Regions from separate parts of the Sus scrofa genome. Here region 1 is linked to region 2. A link is a contact called in public Hi-C data. All regions are on one chromosome and are shown on one strand. Each heading gives the region's core, a stretch centred on a gene start, on an enhancer-like site or on the middle of the called end of the contact. The rest is flanking DNA. Distances are from core to core; before and after follow the strand shown. Region 1 holds the start of RPRD1A (regulation of nuclear pre-mRNA domain-containing protein 1A). Region 2 holds the start of C6H18orf21 (UPF0711 protein C18orf21 homolog).

What was found. Hi-C and Micro-C count contacts between places; a contact is called where the count stands out from the background.
Region 1: a contact with region 2 is called in a Hi-C map of liver, with 7 times the contacts expected there. The contact joins the promoter of RPRD1A here to the promoter of C6H18orf21 in region 2. A contact is called at or near these places in 2 of 5 promoter capture datasets (fetal liver and liver), 21 of 47 Hi-C or Micro-C datasets (alveolar macrophages, blood, brain and 8 more) and 2 of 2 datasets of contacts at active chromatin or transcription factors (alveolar macrophages and skeletal muscle).

The regions. Positions count from the first base shown.
Region 1 is chr6:119,831,308-119,838,629 of Sscrofa11.1, forward strand. It overlaps RPRD1A (regulation of nuclear pre-mRNA domain-containing protein 1A), which reads right to left and starts at 2,715. Exons shown (of 7, transcript XM_003356411.5): 1 at 2,390-2,715. The coding sequence starts at 2,540.
Region 2 is chr6:119,733,432-119,741,242 of Sscrofa11.1, forward strand. C6H18orf21 (UPF0711 protein C18orf21 homolog) reads left to right here and starts at 1,957. Exons shown (of 5, transcript XM_003356410.3): 1 at 1,957-2,402; 2 at 2,484-2,506; 3 at 6,524-6,723. The coding sequence starts at 2,326.

The sequences.
Region 1 (7,322 bases), core at 1,465-3,964, 99 kb after region 2:
GTCTTTAACTTTTTCTATTTATGAAACGTTTAAATGTAAGGAAACATTTCCAAACTCAGCTAAAAGTACATCTTATTCTTTTCCCCCATTTGTTTCAAAAAATGTTTTAAATATATGTACTATAAGGTAACACAGATCCCTTCTCATTTCCTCTCTCCTTTAAGGCAACAACTACCTTGGACTATGGTGTTAATCATTACTATGCACGTTCTAGCAATAACTACAGATATCTGGAAACAATATAGAGTATTGTTTTGCATGTTTTCAAACTTTCACCGAATGGCATACTGGTCTGCCCCTTTCTTTCTTAGCTCAACATTTTGCTTCTTTGTTGTTCTTTAATTCAATCATGTTGTTTCTTTCACGTAGCTCTAGTTCATTCCTGAAAACCACTGGACCGTATTATATTGCATGAATGTCAAAATATATTTATCATACTCTAACTAGTAAGATGTTTAAACTGTTTATCTAATTTTGCTATTAAGAGGCTACAACAGGAGTTCCCATCGGCTTAGTGGTTAACGAATCCACCTAGGAACCATGAGGTTGCCGAGTTTGATCCCTGGCCTTGCTCAGCTTAAGGATCCAGTGATGCAGTGAGCTGTGGTGTAGGCCGGTGGCTACAGCTCCAATTAGACCCCTAGCCTGGGAACCTCCATATGCCACGGGTGTGGCCCTAAAAAGACAAAAAAAAAAAAGACTACAATAAACATAATTCCTTGAGTGTCCAAGATATAATCACGGAAGAACTACTAGATCAAAAGATATATACCTTCAACTTCATTAGAGGTTGCTAAGACCATCCCTTTTTTACACTACAATCAGCAATTGAAGAGAGTTCCTGTTTCCTGTCTTCCTTCCCAATTTTTGGTATTATCATGCTTTTAAATTTTGCAAACCAAAGGGTATAAAGTGGTACTTCATTGATTTTCCTTGATTAGTAAGATTAAGTATCATTTACTGGTCTTTCCGGTTTCTCTAATGTGAAATGCCTTTAACAGTATGTCCATCTTTCTACTGATCTGTGGTAGTTCTTAGAAACAGTCTGGGTACCAATCCTTACACTCTTTTCAAAAAAAAAAAAGTATATATACACCTGTTGCTGATTTTCATATCTAGCAAGGCAAAAAAGCAAATACAATACCTGCCTTCTCAAAGTTCACAGCTATTTTCCAGACATTTATATTTGTGTTTCTCAAACCTTTTTGGCTACTTATAGGTGAATTCCTCCATGAGAGCCAATACACATACACTTACATATGAAGTGAAAAACAGAGCTCTACGTCAACTTCTTCTAATGGATCAATCACAAGCAAACACACAAGAAAATGAGTTTGTCTCCATTCTACATAGCCAACGCCACATTTTGGCTCTCATATTAATTTATCATATGGCTTTCTTACGGATCAGTACTTAAACATTTATTTTGATGAAGAACATGTTGTTAAAACCCTTAATTAATAAATAACCATCATATCTGATACATCAGGGTGTTTGAAACAACAATTGAAAGAGCCCACTACCTATACCTAATTAAGAATTAAGGTACAAATCCAGACTAAGCAGACGAAATATTTTAATTTTCAGTCGCGCTATCATACAATCAGTTCTTGGATAAATTGGCTCTGCAGTCATAGCAAAATGATTCTTCTAGATATTTTAGTGACAGCAAGACTACTGCTCGAAAAGTTAACTTCATTTACAGAAACACTATCGAATGCTTTGTAAAATAAAGACACTGCCCCAGAGGCGTATAATCATAGAGCAAGAAAGGACCTTACCTCACTTAATCTAACTCCCTCATTTTCAGGCACTTGCAATTCAGAAATAAAGAAATTTCCCTAATTCAGGTCCTCTAAAATCTACAAATTCAGGATTTTTTCCATTGCATCACGCATCTTATTTTAGGTTTCCCAGCTCTAAACTCTGACTCCTCTATTAATTTTATAAGATTGAGATGATGTGTCACAGAAATAGGTATTTCCCAACCGCATACAGATCTTTTCCTGTGCACATTTCCCAATTTCCCCCCATCCTCCATTATAATGTACACAATTAAAAAACAAAACACCTGACTGCAATTAGGTGCAGAGTCCTGAGCCCCTGGCTACTGTCTCCGCGTTAAATCAACAGAAGTATCGGTTCTTTATTCCTTATTCAACAGCCTACTAAGCGCCGACTTTGCAGGAAGAGCAGCGCACAACACTTCTCCCCGCCCGCAGACCACGGACACCAGGGAGCCCCGGGCGCTCGGTAGTGGGGGTTCGGGGCGGCGGTGAGGTGGGGTCGCTGGGGTAATGGGGGCCTCAAGGAGCAGGGCGCAGGGTTTGGGGGACCTCAGGGACCCGGCCGGGTGGGAGGGAGCGGCAGAAAGGCGAGGCCGTCTTACCTTTCCGCAGCTCCCGCTCCCACACGGTGACGATGGGCCGCGAGTGCTTGCGGTGGTGGATCAGCCACAGGGACAAGGTCTGCACGCTCTGCTGCGAGTTGCTCAACTCCGACAGCTTCTTCTCCAGCGCCGCCTCAGAGAAGGCGGACATCCCTCCGACACCTCGTTCACGCCGTCCCACGCGGTGGGGCTGAGGGGTGGAGAGTTTCGCCGCCCCAGCCGCGGCCTCGCCCCCTCACCCCACCCTTGCCCACGCCCTCAACACTGGGGCCGCCACATCCAAGACCCGCCGGGAACCAGCAAGATGGCGTCTAGCCGGCAGTGATGTCACGGACGACCCACGCCCCGCCCTCTGAACAGAAGCGGCCAAGAGGTGGGACCTCCAAGCGGAAGGGGCGGGGCTGAGCCTAGAGATAGAGAGGCAGTGGGGCGGTACTGCCGAGGTCAAGGCCGGAGAAGGGGCGGGTGTGCCAGGCCTTGAACTCTCCTGCTGGGAGAAAGTATTTCTATCAAGGGGTCTTTAAAAACCTCTACATAGGTGTGTAAATTTGGTATAGCCACTTTGGAAAAGTATTTGGGGTGATATATTACATTTTAAAATATACCTTTCTGGTGACCTTGAGATTTCACTAAGTGCTGTCAGTGCTAGGGAACCCCAGCATGTTTGCCCATGCAGCTGTATGCTAGCTTTATGGTCCAGCTCAGTAACAGCAAAGAGCTGGGACTTTCGCAGCAACTAAATGGCTAAATTAACTGTGATACTTCATATTACAAAATACATGCAGCAGCTTAAAATATTCATAAATCCAATGGTGAATTGGGTTTTTTTTTAAGTTGTAAAAGGAAAACTACAGTATAACATTGTTTTATAAAAGTATACATTTTATATTAATTCATAAGTATGTAAATGCATGGCAAAAGGTCTGGAAAAATACGCATAACATAAATAGTTGTGTGGAGGATTAGAACTGGAACCCTTAAGCTGTGTCTGTATTGTTTTTATTTTTTACAAGAACATATTTATGTATTGTGTAATTTAAAATAGATTTCAGAAATCTCATAACCCAGCACATTTTGACCTTGTACTTGTGTTAACTATGATAAATCACAAAGGACACAGAAAGATGGATACTGTTGTACTCTAATATTAATATAAGAAACTTCAAGATAGGTACACAAGGAATCACAGGAGTTCCTAAACCATCTTTTGAGAAGCACTGTTCCAGAACTTTCACCAAGTAGTCATCGAATATTCCTTTTTACTTGATCATAAGTATCTTCTCTTTCCTTTTTGTTTTTTAAGGGCCACACCTGCGGCATATGGAAGTTCCCAGGCTAGGGGATGAATCAGAGCCTACACCACAGCCACAGAAACACAAAATATGATCCCCATCTGCAACCTATGCCACAGCTTGCAGCACTAACCCACTGAGAGAAGCCGGGGATTGAACCCGCATCCTCATGGATACTAGTCAGGTTCTTAACCCGCTGAGCCAGAATGGGAACTCCAGGTTTTCCTTTCTTAAATTTCACATTAGGCTGTAATGTTCCTAACAAAACAGAAGCAGGCCTCTCAGGATATAAACAATACTCAAAGGCCATTCTGACATTGTAGTAGAATAAGTGAGTCAAGAGTCAAGGCCACCTTGAAACCATGAAAACTACCAATATTCTCTTTTAACTACATCAGTGATTACAGCTGTTTTACCAGTGATAGCTCTAACCCAATCTCAATCCTTTGGCATTCCAGATAAAAATTACCAAAGACCTACCCAATCGCCAAACTGTCTCTCCTTCCTGAACAGAACCCAATCCAGAACAGACTCCTGCTTTCCATAAAGCCTGTTTAGAATCACTAGAATCACCCAGCACAGGCTCTTGTATTAAACTCTTTGAATTCCCGTGTTTTTTTTTTTTTTTTTTTTTTTTTTTTGGCATTTTAAGGCCAAATCTGCAGCACATAAAATTTCTTGGGCTAGCAGTCAAATCAGAGCTGCAGCTGCCAGCCTATACCAGAGCCATAGCCACACAGGATCCGAGGTGCATCTGCAACCTACACCACAGCTCACGGCAATGCCAGATCCTTAACCCCCTAGGTGAAGCCAGGGATCAAACCTTCATCCTCATAGATACTAGTCAGGTTCCTTACTGCTGAGCCACAACAGGAACTCCCACCAATTACTGCTTAATGATACATCCCCACAGTTCTCTTCTTTGCTGCAGCAATCTGAATAAACCTGACTTTAACTTTAGGTTGTTCTTGTGGTCTGTAGCTGATGAGTTTTGATATAGGACACACATCAAACCTTTTATAATGGTTTAGATAGGTAAGAAAATGGATAAATTCTTCTTTGCAATGTTTATATTTCAGTATGGTTTGAATTTTTGACACAAGCATGTATTAGTTGTACAGAAAAAAAATAAGAAATATATTTTGATTAGGGGAGGGGAGGGACCTTCATTGGGACCTATAAGAAAAAGGTCATAGAGGGTTCTGGCTGTGGCAGAGTGGGTTAGGAATCCGACTGCAGTGGCTCGGGTGACTGTGGAAGCACACGTTCGATCCCTGGACTAGCACAGTGGGTTAAGGATCCAGTGTGGCTGTAGCTGTAGTGTAGGTTGCAACTGTGGCTCAGATTCAATCCCTGGCCCAGGAACTTTTGTATGACATGGGTTTGGCCATAGAAAAGAAAAGAAGAGGAAAAGGTCATAGCCTTGGTTTGACATACAAGGCTCCCATTAACTCAGTTCTACCACTCCTAGCAGCACCATCAGCCATCTCCCCGCTCTGTGTTTTTTAGCCCCAGCAATGACAAACTTATCTAATTATTTCCCAAATCCTAAACAATTCCATTTTCCACTTAAAGATGCAAGCAATATCTTCCCTGCAACCACCTGTACCCTCCTTCCCAAAATAAAGTTATTTTAAAATTGATTATAATCAATGGAAGGATGGACAAACAAAATGTAGTATATGCATACGATGTGCTATTGTTCAGCCATAAAAAGGAATGAAATTCTGATACATGTTACAACATGGGTAAACTTTTTTTTTTTTTTTTGCTTTTTAGGGCCATACCCTCAGCATATGGAAGTTCCCAGCCTAGGGGTCAAATCAGAGCTGTGGCTACACCACAGCCACAGCAACGCAAGATCCAAGTCTCAGCTGCAACCTGCACCACAGCTCATGCAGTGTCGGGTCCCGGACCCACTGAGAGAGGCCGAGGATCAAATCCCATCCTCACAGATATGAGTGGGATTCATTTCTGCTGCACCACAACAGGAACTGCCAACTGTAAACTTCAAAAATATTACGCTAAGTGAAATAAGCCTGACATAAAAGGATAAATATCATATGACTCCAGTGATATGAAGTATCTACATAGGGAAATCCACAGAGACATAAAGTAGAATAGAGGTTACCAGTAGTTGGGAGGAGGAAGGAATGAGGACTTATTGTTTAATGAACACAGAATTCCTATTCGGGATGATGAAAAAGTTCTGCAAATAGATAGTGGTGATGCTTGCTCAATGTTGTGAATGTATTTAATGCCATTTAATTGTACACTAAAAAATGGTTAAATGGTTTTTGTTTTATTTTTTCTTTTTTGGCCACCTTGGGGCATGTGGAATTCCCAGTCCAGGGATCAGATCCAAGCCGCATTTGTGACCTACAGCACAGCTATGGCAACTCAGGATCCTTTTAACCTGCTATGCCAGGCCAGGGATCAAACCTGCATCCTGGCACTGCAGAGATGCTGCTAATCCCAGTGAGCCATAGTAGCAACTCCTAAATGGTAATTTTATGTCATATATATTTTACCACAATAAAAAAAGAAAAAAATCTTTATTCAAATTTTTTATTATGGAAAATTTCAAGAACACACAAAAAATAAAGAATATAACTAACCTCCAGGTATCCATCAAGAGTTTCAACAATTATCAACTCCTGGGCAAACTTCTACTTTTTCTCACACCACTCACATCCCCACACTGAATTATTTGCAGTAAATTCCAGACATTATATCATTTATCAATTGATATTTCAGACTCTCTCTCTAAAATAACAAGCATTTTTTATTTTTACCATGGAAATCCTATCCCATCTTCAAAACCCAGCTTAGATATCCCTCCTCTATAAAACCTTTCCCTGTATTTCCTAGGACAAGCAGGACCCATTCCTCCCTCTGTATATCTATAATTTTTTCCCCTTCCCTCTAGAACAGGGTTTCTCAATACTGGCACTATTGACATTTTGGTTTGGGGTGTTTTGTTTTGTTTTGTTTTGCTTTTCAGGGCCTTACCTGCAACATAGGAAGTTCCCAGGTTAGGGGTTGAATCAGAGCTGCAGCTGCTGGCCTACACCACAGCCACAGCAATGTGGGATCTGAGCCTCGCCTTCAACCTACACCACAGCTCACGGCAACGTCAGATCCTTAACCCAAAGAGCAATCCCAGGGATCGAATCCTCATCCTCATGGATGCTAGTCAGGTTCATAACTGGGTGAGCCACAAGGGAACTCCAGTATTGACATTTTGAGATGGATGATTCTTTGATGCGGAGGCTGTCCCATGCAATGTATGATGCTTAACAATGTTTGTGCACTCTTCCAACCAGATGTGAGTAGTACCCTTCCCCACTTGATGGCAACCAGAAATGTTCCAGACATTGCCAAGTGTCCTGGGTGGGGGCGGGGGGAGGGGGGAATTTGTCCCCAGTGAGAACTACTTCAGAACTTCACTGAAGAACTACACTGCAGGGAGTTCCCTTGTGGCACAGTGGGTTAAGGATCTGGCATTGTTATTGCTGTGGTTCGCTGTGGCCCAGGTTCAGTCACTGGCTCAGGGACTTCTACATGCCTCGGGTGCAGCAAAAACAAAAACAAAAAACAGAAATTATCCTGAAGATATTTGCTTCCATGCCTGTTCCAAC
Region 2 (7,811 bases), core at 707-3,206:
CTGGAGAGCACTGCTAGGAGCTTGTGTGCCAAGTGCAAGGAGGAGCTTGAAGAGAATTCGGAGCAGGGATGCTCCATGTCCCCCCAAATGATTTACATTTTAAGAAGACTACTTTGTCTGCCCTGTGAAGGATGGATAGGGAGAGAGGAGGTAGGAAATGAACGTAGAGGACCAACGTAGGGGTGTATGCAAAAGAAGAGAGGATCTCCAGGGCGTCAGGAGAAGTGGGCAGAGACATGATTTGCTCCTGAGGGGTTGACGGCAGACCCTGTGGACGGCGTGGCTACATGGGGTGGGAAGAGGAAGCAGCAGTGGGCCTCGGTGAGGCTGAGAAGGAGTAAGACTGGGCGCAGGGCAGGCTGGTGGGGGAAGTCAAGGATGAAGGCTGAGGATATGGGTTTGATCCCTGGCCTAGCTCAGTGGGTTAAGGATCTGGTGTTGCTGTGAGCTGTGGTGTAGGTCTCAGGTGAAGCTCAGGTCCTGCATTGCTGTGGCTGTGGTGTAGGCTGGCAGCTGTAGCTCCGATTCCATATGCCTCCATATGCCTCGGGTGCAGCCCTAAAAAAGCAAAAAAAAAAAAAAAAAAAAAAGAGAGAGATAAAGTAAGGAAACATTGCTTTATAAATGACAAGAAGAGGATGAATTTCCTCTAAAATACAAAGATCTCCTAGAAATTGATAAACAATTTAATGAAGATTTCATTTCACAAAAGAAAATGCAAGCCATAAGAAATAAATAGAGGCTTGATTCCACTGATAAGTGAACTAATGATCTTTACATTTTCACGGATCCAATTCGAATCAGCTTTTTCAGACATTGATACTGGGAATGTGAATTGCTACAATCTTTTTTGGATGATCCAGCAAATTAAAATGTGGATATTGTTTCCCTCAGTAATTTATCTTTTAGGAATTTAGAGAAAAGAAATAAAAAGCATTCGTGAGTTTTGCTGCTTCACTATTTGAACTAGCAAATCACTGAAAAAAAATTAAATGTTCATCAACAGGAAGTGGTTAAATAAATTACAGCTCATTACATTTTGTAATATTGTCAGCTCTTTAAAAGCTTATTGAAAACTACATAAACTGACCTGGAGAGATGTCTGTGACCTATTGTTAAGGAAAAATGTAAGAGTAGTAAACCATTCTATTTTTGGTTTTCTTTTTTTGTGTGTATCTTGGGGGGGTGTTTGTTTATTTGTCTTTTGCTTTTTAGGGCCACACCGGAGGCATATGGAAGTTCCCAGGCTAGGGGTCAAATCGAAGCTACAGCTGCCAGCCTATCCCAGAGCCACAGCAACATGAGATCCAGGCCATGTCTGAGACTTACACCACAGCTCATGGTAATGCAGGATCCTTAACCCACTGATTTGTTTCCACTGTGCTAAAATGGGAACTCCCGGTATCTTTTGTTGTTGTTGTTGTTGTGTGTATGTGGAAACTGAGGATATTTATACATTTGTACATGTGCTTATGTGTGTAAGGACATAGAAGGAGGAGACACCCAACTGTTAATGCTGATCACCTCACAGAAGTAGGATGGGGGAGTTCCCGTGGTGGCGCAGTGGTTAACGAATCTGACTGGGAACCATGAGGTTGCAGGTTCGATCCCTGCCCTTGCTCAGTGGGTTAACGATCCGGCGTTGCGGCGAGCTGTGGTGTAGGTGGCAGACGCGGCTCGGATTCTGCGTTGCTGTGGCTCTGGCGTAGGCCGGTGGCTACAGCTCCGATTCGACCCCTAGCCTGGGAACCTCCATATGCCGCGGGAGCGGCCCAAGAAATGGCAAAAAGAAAAAAAAAAGAAAAAAAAGCAGGAAAAAATAAAATAAAATAAGCTCGCTAGTGCACCTGCCCAGAGCAGGCTGGACTGGAGACCAGAAACCGCGCTTCTCGCAGCTGCCCCCTTGCGGGCCTCGCTTCCGCCTACCCGGGTGCAAGTCAGTGCCCGGGCTTGAAAATCTAGGGGGCGATGGCGGTTGAGGAAATGACCACCGGTATGAGAGGAGGCTATCAATCAGATAAAGACCAGAAGCAGGCGTCAGACTCGGCTTTCAACCTAGCCACCCCGGCCCAATCAAGCTGCTCCGCACAGCCTCTTGTACTAAGCGATCCGCGCCTGGCCAGCGAGGACCGCTAGGGACCTGGAGGCGGGCCCGGCGCAGGGAGGGCGGGCCAGCGCAGGGGACCGGACGCAAAGGAACCGGAACCCTTCAGCTGAGGGCGCCTGTTTCCAGAGGGAGCTCGGATCCTGACGTCAAAGTTTCCAGCCGGCTTTCGGAGTCTCTTTGCGTCCCTGCGTATCAGAGATGTGGAATTGGCGGTGACGATGAGGCAGAAGCACTACCTTGAGGCTGCGGCATGGAAACTACAAGATAGCTGCCCGGGCCAGGCCCGCTATCTCCTGTAAGAGAGGGAAAGAGGACGGGGAAGCGGGAGGCGAGAGGGTGTGAACTAGTCCCTTATGAGTCTCTTTCTCTTTTGCAGCTGGGCCTACAGTTCGTCACACGGTAGGGAGGACGCCCGTTCGTTATGGGTCAGGCTTGCGTCGCCTCGCTCCCCTCCATTCTGCACAGCGCTCAGAATGGTCCAAAAAAAATCTGATCCATTCTCTGCCATCACAACCTCCTATCCCGCCTCGGCCAGGCGTCTCAGTTTCGCAAAAAAAAAAAAAAAAAAAAAAAAAATCCAAATTGCTTAACGTGCCTTAGTTTTCCTGACCTGTTAGCAGCACTTGACGCTTTGATCAGTCTACTTGAAATAGTTTCCTCACTTGGCTTCCAGGTCATTACAAAGTTCACCTCCTACTTCTTTAGCCAATACCTCTCCTTCCTGCTGATTTCCCCAACTTACAAATGTTGGAGTTCCCAAGGACTCAACCTTTGGGCATCTTTTCTAGCTACACTCAATTCCTTGGTGACAATATTTCATCCAGTCTCATGGCTTTTAAACTCTGAATACTGAGGTCTTCCAAATTCATATCCCCAATCTAGACCACTCTGTGGAATCCTAGACTCATCCAGATGCCTTTTTTTCTTCCCCCTTTTTTACTACAGCACCTGAGGCATATGGAACTTCTGAGGGGCCAGGGGTAGAATTGGAGATGCAGCTGTCCCCGCAAGCCACAGCCATGGCAACACCAAATCCACCAAATCCAAGCCCCATCTGCAGCCTACACTCAATACTGGATCCTTAACCCATTGAGTGAGGCCAGGAATCAAACCTACGTCCTCATGGATACCATGTTGGGCTCTTAACCTGCTGAGCCACAACGGGAATGTCCCAGATGCCTTCTTGACAACTTTTTTTGAATCTCACATTAAGCTAAAACTTGAGCTTTACCATTGGCTTTAAATACACCCAATATCATGAGTTTCCTTCATGGCTCAGTGGTTAACGACTCCAACTAGAATCCATGAGGATTCGGGTTTGATCCCTGGCTTCCTTCAGTGGGTTAAGGATCTGGTGTTGCCATGAGCTGTGGTGTAGGTCGCAGACGCGGCTCAGATCCTGAATTGCTGTGGCTGTGGCATAGGCTGACAGCTGTAGCTCTGATTCGACCCTTAGCCTCAGAACTTCCATATGGTATAGGTGTGGCCCTAAAAACAACAACAACAACAAAAATACACCCTTTATCTAGCCTTTCTCTCCACATCCATCCACTTCTCTCCACATCCGCCCTGGTCTAAGCCATCAGTCTCCTGATTATTGCCAACAGCTCCCATGTGTTTCTACCGTCCATTCCCAGTCCAGCAGCCAGAGTCAACCTAATAAAAACCTAGTCTAGATCATGTCACTTCTCCACTGCAAACTCTGAAATGAAATGACTGCCCATTCTCGGAGTAAAAGTGAAAATCTTTTGAAAGGACCACAGGGACCTATGTCATAGGTTCACATTAATTCTCAGACCTGCTCTCCCTTTCGTTCACTAAACTCCAACCACTATCGCCCCTATGCCATTTCAGGGCCTTTGCAGTGGCTTTTCCTTCTACCTGGAACTCTTACCTCACATATCTGCTTGGATGCCTCCCTCACTTCCTTCTGATCTCTTGAAAATATCATCGTAGGGAGTTCCTGTTATGGCTCAGTGGTTAAGGAACCCGACTAGTATCCATAAGGACAAAGATTTGATCCCTGGCCCCACTCAGTGGGTTGACGATCTAGCGTTGCTGTGAGCTGTGGTGTAGGCCACAGTCGCAGCTCAGATCCCAAGTTCTTGTGGCTGTAGTGTAGGCCGGCAGCTGTAACTCTGAATCGACCACTAGCCTGGGAACCTCCATGTGCCCAGGGCGGGGCCCTAAAAAGACGAAAAAAATAAAGAAAATACCACCCCAGGAGGCCTTCCCTGATACCCTGATTTAAGACTATATCAAATCCGTTGCCAGTCTGCATTCCCTTTCCTGTCTTTTTTCTCAGCACTTAACATTTGGTGTTTTTGTATTTATTGTCTCTCTCCATGAATTGTCCTTTGTTCACTCACTGTTCAGTGTCTCCCAAACCCAAATCAGTGCCTCGCACTTAACAGTCAATAAATATAAGTGAATTTTACTTTTGGCAGTGCTAAGTTACAAGCATGGTCCTTAACTTATTGTAGCGCTGTTGTATCCCTGGCATTTAGCATGGTGCTCACCAGTAAATATTTACTAACAGATAGTGTGCCCACCTTCCTCTTCAGCTGGGTCACCTTTACACCTCACCTTTCCCTAAATAATGAGGCTTCCTTTTTCTCTGCACTTGTACCTGAATGCCCTTATTTCTGTATTATTTAGATTTTTTTTTTTTTGCTTTTTTAGGGCCTCACCCAAGGCATATGGAGATTCCCAGGCTGGGGGTCAAATAGGAGCTGTAACTGCCAGCCTACACCACAGCCACAGCACCTCAGGATCCTTAACCCACTAAGTGAGGCCAGAGATCGACTGAATCTTCTTGGTACTAGTCAGGTTCATTACCACTGAGCCACAACAGAAACTCCAAGCCCTTTTTTTTAACAAAATTTTAAATTAAAAATTTTATGGCCACATCCATAGCATATGGAAGTTCCTGGGCCAGGGACTGAATTCGGGCTTCAGTGGTGACCTATACCACTGGGATCCTTTAAACCACTGTGCCAGGCTAGGGACTGAACCCATGGCTCCACAGAGACCAGAGCCACTGCAGTTGGATTCTGAACCCATGCACCACAGCAGGAACTCCCCTGAAAGCCCTTTTATGACTTTTTTTTTTCCTGGCCCCGCTGTGGCATGCAGAAGTTCCCAGACCAAGGATTGAAGCACCATAGCAGTGACACCACCTGATCCTTCACCCACTGTGCCACCAGGGAACTCCCTATCTGGACTTTTGTTGTTAAGCCTCTTTGAAGTATTTCTGGCAAGTCCATGCAGAGTTTAATAATTTCCAGGATATTTTAGTCATACTTTATTACAGTTCTTACAGTCTCCATTTGCTTAGGGCTCCCTAGAAACAAAATTTCTATAAAGATAGCGACTCCTTTACTTCCAAATTTATGTCTCCACAGTCTAGCATGGTAGATGGTCAGTGAATGCTTTCTTGATTGCATGAAGGATTTGGGGCAAGTCTCTTGTCCTGTTACCTTGTACTGAGAGAAATACCTGCAGACAAAGCCCAGCTCATGAACCATGAAACTGTGCTAATTGCATTTTTTTTTTTTTTTTTTTTTGCCTTTTTAGGGCCGCATCCGTGGCATATGGAGGTTCCCAGGGTAGGTGTCTACTCAGAGCTGTAGCTGCTGGCCTACACCACAGCCACAGCAACACCAGATCCAAGCCCTGTCTACGACCTACACCACAGCTCACAGCTTCGCCAGATCCTTAACCCACCAAGCGAGGCCAGGGATGGAAACTGCATCCTCATGGATGCTAGTCAGATTTGTTTCTGCTGAGCCACGACAGGAACTCTTGTGCTAATTGTTTAAAAAAGAAAAGTGAAAGTATATTTTGTTATTTTTGTGATAAATGTGTCTGTATAGTTGGTAAGATACCACCTTTTTTTTTTTTTTTTAATTTTTTTAGGGCCTCACTCAAGGCATATGGAAGTTCCCAGGCTAGGGGTCAAATCAGAGCTATAGCTGCCAGCCTACACCACAGCCACAGCAATGCCAGATCCAAGCTGCATCTTCAACCTATACCACAGTGTTTGGCAACGCCAGATTATTAACCCACCAAGCAAGACCAGGGATCAAACTGGCATACTACTCGGGTTTGTTATGGCTGAGCCATGACGGAAACTCCAAGACATACTGCCTTTTTTTAACTTGGTAGCAAGTAATAAAACATGTAGCAATGAGTGAGGACTTACCTATCTGTTGCTCAAAGGAGTGAATGAACAGAATTATGTTTTGTAAAATGAATTATTGCCCATTCATCTTTATAAACTCATTTTTGAGTTAGCTTAAGGAAAATGTACATTTTCTCATGTTAAATAATGTACTTGTTTGCATTTATAACATTGACTGAGGTAACAGAATATTCTGATTTGCTGAATCATGAATTTCATTTGTATAATTTTAGATGATAAAAGCACTTTTGAAGGAACATGTCCATACTGTTTCCAGTTGCTGGTTCCAGATAAGTCTAGAGTGCGCCTCAAGCCCAAGCCCAAACTGACACCCAAAATACAGAAACTTCTTAATCGAGAAGCAAGAAATTATACACTCAGTTTTAAAGAAGCAAAAATTCTGGAAAAGTACAAAGAATCCAAAAGTGTATTGGTAAGATTTCAATTCCATTATGTATAAATGAAGTGAATTTTCTTTCACTTAAGGTGAGGTTAAGAATTAGCCTGAATATAACTCAGAGGTTTACAGTAGTATATTTAGACTGTCAAAATATATACATAAGATTTTTTTTTTTTAAGGGCTGCACCCATGGCATATGGAAATTCCCGGTTTGGGGGTCAAATCAGAGGTACAGCTGCCGGCTTACAGCATAGGTGCAGCAATGCAGGATCTGAGCCACATCTGCAACCTATACCACAGGTCACAGCAATGCCAGATCCTTAACCCACTGAGTGAGGCCAGGGATGGAACCCGTGTCCTCATGGATCCTGCTCGGGTTCTTTAACCACTGAGCCATAAGAGGAACTCCAAGGTTTGTGTTTTTTTAACAGCTGCACCTGAGACATATGGAAGTTCATAGGCCAGGGACTGACTCCGAGCCCCAGCTGTGACCTACGCCACAGATGTGGCAACACCAAATCCTTTAACCCACTGTGCTGGGCCAGGAATCAAACCCAAGCCTTTACAGCAACCTGAGTCACTGCATTTGGATTCTTAACCTACCATGCCACAGCTGGAACTCCCATAAGATTTCTTTGATTACTGTTACATAAAGAGTATAGCTTATTTTTGTTTTTCACAGTTACCTAAAACCAAACTTCATGAACTTTCTGTTGCCCTTGTTTTGTTTTGTTTTTGCTTTTTAGGGCCACACCCAAGGCATATGGAGGTTCCCAGGCTAGGGGTTGAATTGGAGCTACGGCTGCCACAGCCACAGCAATGTGGGGTCCAAGCCACATCTGCAACCTACACCATAGCTCATGGTAACACCAGATCCTCAACCCACTGAGCGAGGCAAGGAATTGAACCTGAAACCTCATGTCCTAAATGGATTCATTTCCTCTGCGCCACGATGGGAACTCCCCAAATATTATTGTTGAACACAATTATATTTTCACAAATTTGAGGATCTCTTAGGCTCACCAGTGTGATGTCACCTGAATTGCAGTTACCGCTAAGTTTTCTCAGGTGATGGTCCTTTTCTTGAAATAGCAGTATGTATTAGGTATACATAAGGCAAG